Linked DNA regions of Anas platyrhynchos: region 1 is linked to region 2. The links are chromatin contacts, called in public Hi-C maps. All regions are on one chromosome and are shown on one strand. Each heading gives the region's core, a stretch centred on a gene start, on an enhancer-like site or on the middle of the called end of the contact. The rest is flanking DNA. Distances are from core to core; before and after follow the strand shown. Region 1 holds the start of GUCY2F (guanylate cyclase 2F, retinal). Region 2 overlaps ACER3 (alkaline ceramidase 3).

Region 1 (6,123 bases), core at 1,612-4,111, 180 kb before region 2:
GAAAGTATTCCTGACAAATGAGGAACTGAAGTGAACAAGGGCATTTTTTTCAGGTATTTGAATTACAGGAAACAAGCAGGTACTTCTAGGCAGTGATTTATCACGTACTATATATAGCAGGGAGCTTAAGCTGGCCAGATGAATCGTGTTTGAGAAGGGACCGGTTCTTTGTTAATGGAAGCAGCCCATCATCTCTAGCTCAAACAGAGTAGTGATGGAGATGAGATGAACCCACCCAAGCTGGTTTTGCTCTCCATCATAGAGCTGAGCACTGATAAAAATCAAGTTATACACCACCTTCCTACCCTTGTTTGTTAGCCTTTAGCCTAAAAAGCAAATTTTATTTAAAATGCATCCTCAGCTGGATTTGCAGTGCTGATTGCAAAGATACATCCAGTATCAGAGCTGTGTCACAGACTTCCTGAAAGGCTTTGAACCAGGACAACAAGGCTTTTACCCATTTTCTTAAGATAAAACAGAGCATTCATTACTACATGCATTGTACACCAGCAGGGATGCTTCTGTTGCTTTAGTATGCGGTGTATAACACTGGATTTCACCCCCAAAAACTCACTGAACCCAGGTAGCAAGGACACAGCATTTCCAAAGCATGAGATTTCTGATAATTCAAAACACCAACAATACAAAACCTTCCTACAAACCCCTCTTTACACTTGATAGGGTCAAGCTGAGACACCCATCTCAACTAAACACTGTCTTTTCACACGAGCTGGACACAGACTTAGATGCTGTAGACTACAATTTTATTCTATCTCCTTCACATACAAAATGCCCAGCATTCTTTCACATGAAACCCTGGCTCTGTTAAGGTCAGAGATAAAATTCTGCTTGACTTAAATAACTTCAGAATTTCATTCTCTAGGTTATGTTCATGGATAACAATGCAGGCCATACCCTGGAGAAAAAAAAATAAAAATAAAAAAAAAAAGTAAAAAGAAAAGGAGTGAGACTCAAAGCACTCAAAGCACTTACTTTTAATGCCACCAACTTTTTTGATCTTGTTCCAAGTGTCTTCAATGCCTTTTTCTCCTTTACCCATGGCTGTAACAATGCCTACAGGAAGCCCCTCGTTCCTGAGTGCACTTGCTAACTTGTTGGCTGTGTCCATCCAAACATCCTGGTTGGAAGCAATGATGCCAACGTGAGCCCAGTTAAAGTATTTCATGATTGTAAACAAAACTTGGGTTGGAGAGGGCAGGGTCCTGGCAAATGCAGGGTGATGGGTGGTGGAATCCAGTTTATAATTGATGCACGTCCATGAGAAGATGGTTTTATTCCAGTTTTCCCCTAAAAGAGTAGCCACCTCACAGAAGCCAGGGTTCAGAGGGCCTACGAAAGCTGAGGAAAATTTTCCAAAGTCAATGAATCTAACCAGAGCTTTTGATGTCTCACAATCTTCTTGCAGGACCACATAATCCAATCTCTGGCCAAGGTCTAGCGAAGGGTCTTTGCTTATTCGTTCCACCGCTAACCTGGCAGCCGCATGGGGAAAGGCTTTGGAGAAGAAGGGATCACAGTCCCAGGGTCCGAGCAGTCCAATTTTAAAAATGGAACAATGCACCGGAGGGGAAACTGCGATTATTCCCAACAGCAGCCACCAGAGAGCGTGGAAAAACGTCTTGAATGAATTTCCAGTGTTGAACGTCTGCAACTTAATGTGCCTCGACAGCACCCAGAGCAAGCTGTTAGGACACGGTAGGAGAAATGACATTGTTTTACAGGCAGGGAGACTGAAGCTGAGCTCGTCAGGAAGCCAAGCAGTGCATTACCAGCTGCTGGAAGAAAAGCAGATTACATTTGCCTTCCTGTGTACGTATTTGCTCGGTGCATGTAGGTAGAGCTGAATCAGCCCAAATTATACAACAGCTCTCAAGGTGCAAGTGTATGGGGTGCCAAAAACCTGCATAGCCCCATGGATGTGCACCACAAAAACCATTGTACCACACAGAAAACCCTACCAATTGCCAGTTAAACTCCCTGTGGTCCTAAAATGCACACCTATATTAACATTTTTTAAAGTTTTGCAATATATTTTGAAACGAGCCAGTGAAGAGTGACTCTGTTTGCAGCAAAAAATGCAACCTATGCGTACAGCATTTTTGAAGTTCTTCGGAAGATAAATCCCAAACCACATAGAAAAACACATAAATAAGAGCACAAACAGATAAAATGCACTGAGCCAGCAACTTCTGCCACTCCCAAAACCTCAGTGAGCTGTGAAAATGAACCAAAGCCCATATACACATAAACACATGCACACAAACAGGTACTGGCCCATATATGCAGGTACTTAGAGTTGTATATGTAAATGCATATGATTTTAAAACTTTATGAAAAGGTTTTTCAAGGTCAAACTTATCTCATTTGCCAGTGTCTTTTAAACCTGGCAGATGGAAAGGTGGAAAACCAGGTAGCCACAAAACGAGGTAAAAGCAATATTATGATTGGAATTTAGCTAAGAACTGTTAAACAACTGCCATGGCAGAAGCTTTGTATTCAAGCTTGGTGTAAAATATTTGTTATTAAAGACTAAGAGCCATACGTTTTGGGGAGTAAAGGACCCACCCCTCACAGCCAGGCACAGAAATCCCAAACCCACAGCAGCTCCTCCACCATCAATAACATCATCCCATGGCTGAGAAAATTTGCTGATCCAAACAAGTTTGTGCTCTAAAAGCAGCAGCCCCCTTACCAGCTTACCTGTTCATTACCAGAGAAGTATTTTTATCCTGGATCTTCATCCACTGGGGCTGAGTGTGCTATAAATATACCCGCAGGTCCTTTATGGAGAGAGCCCTCCAGGAAAAGCCACCCACCAGCAGAGCAACATCTCACTGGTGGTGATGGATCTCCTGGGACATGGATCCTTCCCCAGGGAGAGGTGATGCATGGTGGGCCTCCGTGCAAGTGCCCACCTCCTTCAGGCTGGGATTTTCACAGGACACCCCAGCTGGTGCTCTGGGACCCTCTGGCAGTCTCAAAATCTTCCTGTGCTCCCTTTGGTGAGGACCATCCTTCTCCTCCAGGGTTTCATGAATCGGGGTGCATCACCCCAAGATCTTTGGACCTCGGTGAAGGTCTTGCAGAACTCCAAGGCTGCCTCACTCCGAACTGCCTCAGTGCAAGGACTTATTCATATCTAACTCAGTAATTGTAGGGATGGCGTCTTAAGGCTCTGCCTTTGGATTAGTGGGATTTAGCTCCTGGGATCTGCCCCTTGCAGAACAGATCCTTAAGTCTCTGCACCACAGCTCCCCTTCCACCCTGAAGCAGCAGAGCCAAGAGCTTTTTCAGGCCTGGGGTAAGCAAAATATTTGATTTCAGACCCCACCATCCTGTTGATGTTTTTTTTTACAGTCCCACCTTCCTTGTTTTTCCCTAGTACCCATCATAACATACACAGAGCTTTTTACATTTGCAGCATAATATTCCTGTCTCCCTGGGCTCTTTAGATCTTTCCCTACAGCTGAAGCCCCCAGTAACCCCCTCCACATTCCCAGACACCTTCATTCCTTAGTGGACCTGGCAATAAAACTGTCAACCTGGAAAGACCTCGAACATCACCACACCTGCCCTAGCTAGGAAGCCCCTTGCAATAATTTAGCCGAGGCCGTAGGAACAGCATTTGGTCTACAGGGAACCATTTGTAACTCAACCTTTTAGCGGTATTAACTTGAAATATGTCATATAAATCATACAATCTCTTTTGTGCATGTTCAGTAGTAGCTTGTTCTTTGTGACTGATGATTAGGGGAAGCCACAAAGTCACTCAGATGCAGTGGGGAGAGCAGCTCTTTCCATTTGTTTTGTTCGTTTCCTTCCGTTCATTCATTTCCTTGCATGGATTCAGGAAGGTTCCTGGAAATGTGCTTTACTGGGGACTGGAGCAGCTCAAGACAGTTATCAGGAATTACCAAAGTGCTTCACTTTTGGAAAGTACTTAAAAGACATCAAACGTCAGGCCTGAACTTAGAACACTGCTATGTATGCTACTCATGCGTTAGGCTCACACGCCAGGCTCGGATCAAAGTGAAATTAAATAAAGCTCGTGCACTAGGAGTGTCATTTTTTGAACTGAGTGTAAAAGTTTAGTTTATGTGTATATCTATATCCAAATATACCTATAGCTATATACATGTCTAATATGTTCCTGTTGTCTTTATTATTATTATTATTATTATTGTTATTATTATTGTTGTTATATTGACAATGGTACTGCGCAGTTTAATTCCACTCAGGATCGGCAGTTTCAAAGCCTCCTGCAGTAGCTCCACTGGCTCATTTATGGGGGATGTTTATAGCACTAAAATGTCCCATGTCAGGGAAAAAAAAAAAAAAAAAAAGTGTGTCAAGTCCCCTCTGAAAGATTAAAAAAAAAATTGATGTGGAGGTCTTTTTACTAGTGTGCTTACTCTGACATGTAACAATTCATATTTTTACATAGCCAAGTGGGATGAAACCTGCATCACTTTCTCCTTTTTCTTCTGCTTCTTGTTTTCACATTTTTTCTCGTGCAATCAAATAATGCCAGTGGCAGGAATCCACCCTCTGTATGGCAAGCTGGTTACCCCCAAATAGCTCTGCCAGGTCTCTCACCCCAAAGGGCTCTGCCATGCTTGCAAAACAAGCTCAGGTCCTGGCATTGCATGATTTGTCTCAGTAAGACAAGTCTTGCAGGTGAAGGAACAAAAAAAATAAATAAATAAATAAAAAAGGTTAATAAGATAATTTATTTGCCTAGAATTAGTGTTAAAGATCCTATGTCCCCAAACCTTGCTTTTTCCTCAAATTTGCAGCTCATCACTGCTGCAACAACCACCTCATACAGTGTTTGTCTGTGATGTGATTTATTATTTGTATACCATCGGATTCCCAACACTTCAGTATTCACCAAAGTGAGTAAGCGATGCGTGTGCTCGTACATCCATAACATTTCCCCAGGGAAGGCTGAGGCACAGCTGTCTCGCTTTGCTTTAAATTTTCAGAGCAGAAGAGGGTGCTCTAATCTCTGCTCTGACCTCCTGCATCAGCCTGGCCAAGCAGCCTCCCAGGAGCTGCTGCGCCGAGCTCCTCAAGCGTGCTGGAAATAAAATGCATTTTGTAATGACTTCTCCCACAGGGTACTGCTGACTAAAGCTGGAAACCCTCTGCAGCCAGCAGAGAGAGGCAGGGGAAGGTTTGGCTCCCGTTCTGACTCTTCCTGCAGAAAAGTCTCCATTTCCACTGATTTTAGAGAAAATTGAGGGATGGCAACTCCGGTGTTAGCCTTTCTTCACGTCCTCTGAGCCTTAATTAAAAGCTCCAGCCTTGGAGGATCTGCCAGGTTCCCCTGTCTATTATTCCAACTGTTAATTACCGTCAACATTAAAAATATCCACCTCATGTCTAGTGCGTCTGGCTTCAGCTTCCTGCGCCTGGCTGTCGCTCCGCCTTTGCCTGAGAAACAAAAAGCCGGGAAGCACAATAAATATCACCTCCCTGTAGGCACTTGCACACCATAATTAGCTCACATCCTAGTCATCCTCTGGGTAAAATAAATAAACAACTCCTTCAGGCTTTTGCCGTAGAGCGTGCCTTTCTGGATTTCATCCCTATAGCACTCTCCACATTCATTTTAAAATTTCCCTTCTCCCTCTCTTGGATAAATTAGAAACAGCACTTGTTAGCAATCCCCCACTCCATAATGGGTGAATATAGAGCTGATAGTATCTTTTGTCACCCATTTCATTTCATTTCTCTCCATTTTAATGCTTTTGCTCACACGAGCACTGTTGCAGCATCACTGCTTGCAAGCTCGTCTCTGGTTTCCTCAGTAAAACCCCCTGCCTTGGAAGTGTGACATGGAATTTTTATTCCCAAAAGTATACAAACCCATTTGGGTTCGGTTTAAAGGACGCTTTTCAAATGTGTTTCCTAAATGAAAGGTCCAGACCAATCTGCAAGTTTTATAAATAATGATTTTTTTTTTCCATTTCTTTCAAGATAATGTGATACAGTTATTGAACAGCACTGGAAAAAAAAAATGAAGTTCCCCAGAGGCTCCACCAGAAAATGCCAAATGAGGCATTCCCATCTACTATTTTATTTCATTTTATCAATTAA
Region 2 (6,134 bases), core at 1,831-4,330:
GGTTTAATTTTAGAAATGTAACTCGTCTTTCTGATAAGCACTGTCACTCCCGAAAACAAGCAGGCATCATGCTGTAGTGCAGAGGGGGTGACAGCTGGAGTGGTTGGAGCAGAGCTCTTCCCAGAAGTGCAGGATGTTAGCTGTAGAAGAAATCTTCAAATGTTTAAGAGCCTAAATTAGCAAGTCTGCAGCCAGCAGATTTTTGTCTTTTTTTTTTTTTTGCTCTATACCACCATCTACTGGAAGCAAGAATGAGAGCAGAATGCAAGAGGGAATCTGAAGGATGTGTGTAGTATGTTCAATATCTAAATAATTTTTTACCACTTAACTGTAAGAGAATCTCTAGCAGGTACATTCTACATAGTTGAGAAAACGTGATCACATAGTTTGAACACCATAGCCAAAGTTTTCCCAGCGTGCTGCACAGAGAAACAATTTGTTTTCTCTTTCCTTGGGGAACGCACAGATGCCTGATGTCTGTGCCAACCCAAGGAACCGTGTGCTATCTCTGCAATCATTTCCCTGGTGTTTTCTCAGCCACACTGTGGCATTGCTTATGTACCTGGGGAAACATCCATGTAAAAAGTGAGGTCAGGCTCAGGTCTGCTGAGAAAAAGAGGATAGGTCAGAACAGAAATGAGATACAGAACCCAGCCATGCTTTTTTATTATTATTTTTGATATCTGCTATATTTTGTGATGCACTGATGAAATTACACCCTTCCAAACTGACAGGCTCTAACCCCTATTCAGTCTTTTTTTTTTTTTTTTTTTTTAGCAGAGAGAATTTACTTCTCTGGTTTCTCTCCGACTAGACACATACGTGGTAGTATAGGTCAGTTTCTAATAGAAATGTAGCACAGTGGGATTCACCGTAGGCTAATACCCCCTATTTTGCATAAACTTAGGCAGAATGGGTAGTTCTGCAGTCCCAGAGGCAATTATTTTCTAGCTGGAAAATAAAACCGGGATCGGGACATAATTATTACTTTGTATGCTGTTTTATGCATCGAATTTCAAGCACACTCTCCTTCTTTCCCTCAGTTTATACACAAGGACACTTTTCCTGAAACACAGGCCAAAGGTGAAGGTAAGCAACCAGTGTTTTGTGTCTGTTCATGAGCTGCAGCATTCAGGTGTCTTGGGCCTGAACATGCGCTGAGGCTTGCTTTTTGTGCCTCTTTAGGGTATTGTCTTCAATTTCTAGTTGCATTCCGAGAAAAGCAGCTAAAATATTGTTAACAGTTGGCTTTCTGTTCTGGGAGAGGTGGTATTCCAAGAAATCTTTCCACTTTGTGTTTTTCTTTTAACAGTTTCTGTTCGGGATATGGCCTGTTCTTCTCGTGGAGCCACCCAAGAAGCTCTGACCGAGGCCCAGGCAGCCCCACGCGACCACCTGAATAAAGCGATTCAACAATTGCCATGGCTGGATTGTCAAAATCATGGATCTGTTCGAGTATCGTTGCTATCAAAGGACTTCTCGGTGTTACTAGGCCTGCCAGCCAGAGCAGAGCAAGGAGCTGGCACGCTAGGGAGATAACGTTTAGTACAGCTTTATTCTAAGTTGTTAAAGTTTAAGACACAATATTTTTCTGTATATATTGTATAGCTGATGATACTGAGCTAATATTTCGTGCTGGTCACAGAAAACTAACCATTTTTGGAGTGGGTTGAGTAAGTTTTTCATTCAGTTGTTGTTCTTTCTGTGGTTTAAACTAATATTAGTAACTGAATGATAAAAAAAAGAAACAAACAGGTCATTGATGGCCAAGCTAAGTATCTGTGTGGCCTATAGTGAGCTGAATGCTTAACCTGAACTACTTTAATCTTGCACTTTTATACAATTAATGAAGTCTGTAATGGTTAATTTCTGGCTTTATTCTAGCCTTGCTTCTCCACAGCCTCCTTTGCTGTTTAAGTTTTAAGCAGAAAAGGTTGGGATACATGTGCCATTTAGGTAATTTTGTACCAAGTTTCCATTTTCTCTTTAGTCCAGCTGGGGTGCATCCTGGAGGATGTTCCAGGGTGTGACCAGGAGAAGACATTTACAGTGGTGAAGCATTATAAGGGTTCTTGTTTGTGTATGGGAACAGAAATCCTGTTTTGTTTGACCAGTGATCCATCAGGAGACTGCAGGATGACTGTATAACCACAAGAAACACTTTTTAAAACGTTTCATTATTTACATGCCTTCCTTTTCTCTCCCTGCTTTTCATTCCCTGTGTTCCGTTCTTAGTACAGGTTGACAAGCACCACATATGTGTGCTAGATCAGCTTTGAATTCATGCCTTTCCTATTTAACGAGTCTTAAATATTGGTCTGACTTTCAGAATCATCTTCGTATTCAGAAATAATGAAGAAAGAGTTAAAGAACAAGATTTACATTGAGGAACTCCCAAAATATAATTGGCAGTATTTTGATTGCTTGCTCTTAATCTTTCCAGCACACTTTTTTTTTTTTTTTTGAAGTTGAATACTTTTTTTAAACCAACCTTTGGCTCTTAATCGGGTACAAACCCTCTGATTTCTGCAGCTCTTATCTACTTAGCTGATCAAAGTTCATCAGTAAGCATAAAGAAAACATGGAACTAACAGTTTTTCGAAATATACCTCATATTGGAGGCTCTTGTTTTGTCTCCCCAGATCTTGGGGCGACGACTGGAGTTTGTCTCCAGGCCTCCTGGCTGCCATGCTATGCAATTTCTGATGCTCTGAGGGATTTGTCCTTCTTGCCGTGAAGGAAAAAGGGAAATGCTCGGACTGATTGGAACTCCTGTTAGGTATTGATGTAAAACCTGCACGCAGCAGCAAGGCATGGCTCGGTAGCTATAAAGCTGTCTCCAGGATCACAAAATTCTGGCTAATGTAAGCTTCCTTGCTCTGACTAGTGGAAGAAGTGAGACCGAAATCTGTGTTGTACAATCAGTGATAACTAAAATAGTCTTTTCCCTTTATTTTTTTTCCTGCTTGTGACTTAGCTGCATCCTCAGTGTCCATCAGTAGCACCTCTGCTGGCGCACGTCTCCAAACAAAGCCATTGCTTTTAGTTCTGGTGACTGGCCCTGAACTCCTGGGATCATGCAGACCCAAACTCAGGGCTGGAACAAGACCTTGAATGGCTTCAGCAAGGTTTAAGCACATGCTGAAAGCAGTATATTTGCAACCTGTAATCAGCAAACCACTATAAAATTCTTGAAATTTTCAAACAAATCTGTTGTCAGTAGGCTCCAGTTCGGGGTCTTCAAACCAAAAGGTTCGAAGAACAACTAGCACAGAGGGAGGAAAATGCTGGTTTGGACCAGGTGTCTGTAATTACCCAGCAGGCTTTTTTTTTGTTGTAAAGAGATTTGAGAGCCATTTCTAAAACGTAGCTTAAAAATAAGTGCCTGCCTATTCACCTCCAGGCTCTTTCAAGCGTGTTTCTGCACCCTGTATCTTATTTTCTTGTTTAGTATGTTTACATGCTCCCATAAATTAGGGAAAACATCCTGTAAAAGGAGCGGTGCAGCAACTAGATGCATCAGCAATCACAAGTGACGTCTGCTCGACGTGGTATTATTTTTAAGGCAACGAACAAAACCTGTATTTTATTGCCCTTAGTTTTGTTTCTGGAGGATCTGGGGGGCTCTGCTTTTAACTTTTTCATAACTGCAGAAGTCAGTCTTCTAAAAAGCCACTTTCTTAGTGATGAGGCATCTCTCTAATGGCATATTTTAAAGAAATTTGTGGATTCTCCCACACGCTTGGAACAAGGAAGTATACAGTGTTTTTTTTTCTGGTCCTGTTGAATTGTTAGGATTAAAAAAAAAAAAAAGAATAAATGGAAAAGCTCTTAATTTTATGCTGCTGTTAGCTTTTCATTCAGATATCCTTTGTCATGGATGGTTTTTATCTTAAAAGCTTGTGCAAATTGTGTTCTTCTTTCATTCCAAATGACCGAGGGCCACCCCCTCCCAGTAGCCTTTCTTTCAGGTTCTGTTAGACCCTGAAGAATGTAATTTATATGCATATCCTTCTGAGCATAAGTAATCTAAAATTATGGGTGCTTTGGGTTGACTGCCTTATTGTGATGTTGAAAACGGCAAGCCAGTTCTAGCTTCGTGTCACTGCAACTCAGAATAACTTTTCTAGTGCCTGGAAAGACAGAAGTCTTCGCGACTGTCACCTGTTAGATGTCTGTTAGGCTGCTTTTTATTTCCATCACTTGTATTACGTGCTGAGTTTTTTTTTTTCCCTACAGTCTTAAGAGCAGCATATCCCAAACTTTTCTTGCACTACAACTTAAAAGGTGGGTCAGCTTTGATCCTGGTCTTTTGAGGAGGATTCAGACAGCAGCTACTTTAAAGGGGATTGCAGAAATAGCAGGTGGCTTTAAAATGAATCCTACAGGCGGTGTTGGACAGACGTAATGACAGTGATAAACTCCTCCGTTCTTCAACATCTATGAAGAACCAGGAAATTATCGCCTTGAGACCATCAGCTTGGCACAGATCAGCAGCTGAGAACTTCTTCCTTGCAAGTAGTAGAAAAATGTCAAAATAACTCTCCCAATACAGATCAACTCCATGCTTGATGTCGGGAATCAAGGTTCTCTGGATCCAGCTCTGAAGAGAAGACGTGAGAAAGAGAAATCTGCCACCAGGAGGCATCTTGTCTGCGTTTTGGAGGTGGTTTTTGAAGCTGGCTCGCAGTATTAGTCATCTCCGGACCTCATCCTGTTGCTTTTCCTTTTAGCACAAGGAAGTTGTGCTACCAGCAAGTGTTTCGAAGACTACCCCGTAGTCAGAATTGGATTATGCAGTCTGTCACTTGCCAATCTACCTCTGTGGTGTATTGTTCAATGCCTGTGCCCTTAATTATGCCTGCCTGACAGTGCAGGTGCTCAAGCAGCCTGCGGCCCCTGAGGCTTGCAGCAGTGTTGTGTGGATCTGTGGCTGCCTGCTCACACTGCAGAGATGTCCTGACTCGTTTGGTGACTGTCAGGCTCCGAGGTTTTGCTCTGTCTGCTCTGCCTCTGCTCCCAGGAGTCTGGTTTAGAAGGGGATGTGAGTAGGAGGACTTCAGTACAGACAGGTGAAGTGAAACCTTTTTGGCACTGTGTTGTTACACTTCAAGCTAAAATAACGTGTACAACTTCTTCGGCGTGACTTTGGAAGAGATGTGATAGGAAATACTGTTCTGTAATTAGTTTTAATTCTCTTCTAATCTGTTATTGGGCTGTGTTCAGCCCCAGCCTGTCTTGTTTGGCTGAAGGGAAACTGTGTGACTCGAAATGTGTTTGATTCTTTGGCCGTAGTTTGCTCCCTGTACCTGGTTTCTAGCAGCTGAAGGAGTTTTTCAGCAAACTCATCCATCTGAAACTCATAACAAGAGTGTCCTTCCAGTATCATCTTGTGTTTTTCACTGCCACCACCACGTTTTTTAGCTTGTTTTCCAGAATTCCAGTAATACAACTTTTTAAACCTATTTCTCCCAGTGGATTTTTTTTTGTATTTAATATTAGGTGGTAACAATTGAGTGTAATGCCTGGGAGTGGAAGATGAGCTGCAGTGAAGCAGCACTGCTATTTTCCTCCAGGACACCTCAGAAGCCAGGAACACACTATCACTTCGTTGGACTGTGTCCCATAATGTTAATTGACATATCCAGGTAAAAAAGTTGCATCCTTAAAGAAATCTGATCTTCCCATCTGCACGTTTCAAGTAGGCAATGGGAGGCTTTAACTGCAAAGCACTGATTAACTGTGAGGCTTTCTTAGGAAAAGGGATAAATGATGGAGACTTTATTACCCAGGAGAAGCGAAAGCCAGAAGGAGATTAAGAAATTGTGCATGGAAAGAGAATAACAAAAGATTAAGCACAGAATCCCATAGTATTACGTCAACCACCCTCTTGGTATCTGCACTTTAGACACTTGTGTAACAAGCTGGAATGTTTTGCTGTTTTTACATTTAGCTCTTCATGCTGCCTGCAGTCTTTGCTGCAGAGGTGATGGAATGATGTTACATTCAGTTTGTTAGAGCTTTTTCAGCTGCTTTATGAGGCTGGAACGTGACATGAGTCGTTTCAAACACGAACAAAAATGCTTTTTGTTTTGGGATCCTGTAAGGTAACTGCAGAGATCAAACTGCATAAC

What was found. Hi-C and Micro-C count contacts between places; a contact is called where the count stands out from the background.
Region 1: a Hi-C map of skeletal muscle shows a contact between it and region 2, with 2.1 times the contacts expected there. The contact joins the promoter of GUCY2F here to the enhancer-like site in region 2. A contact is called at or near these places in 3 of 8 Hi-C or Micro-C datasets (skeletal muscle and subcutaneous adipose tissue).

The regions. Positions count from the first base shown.
Region 1 is chr1:204,449,318-204,455,440 of IASCAAS_PekinDuck_T2T, reverse strand. GUCY2F (guanylate cyclase 2F, retinal) reads right to left here and starts at 2,861. Exons shown (of 19, transcript XM_072032910.1): 1 at 2,722-2,861; 2 at 994-1,796. The coding sequence starts at 1,732.
Region 2 is chr1:204,268,292-204,274,425 of IASCAAS_PekinDuck_T2T, reverse strand. It overlaps ACER3 (alkaline ceramidase 3), which reads left to right. Exons shown (of 11, transcript XM_005024097.6): 10 at 1,044-1,089; 11 at 1,313-3,840. The coding sequence ends at 1,366. Among named protein-coding and RNA genes, the nearest start is that of CAPN5, 16 kb to the right of the region's middle. Within about 2 kb of position 3,080, at least 2 of the 8 cell types and tissues checked have an H3K27ac peak or open chromatin away from gene starts, as enhancers often do.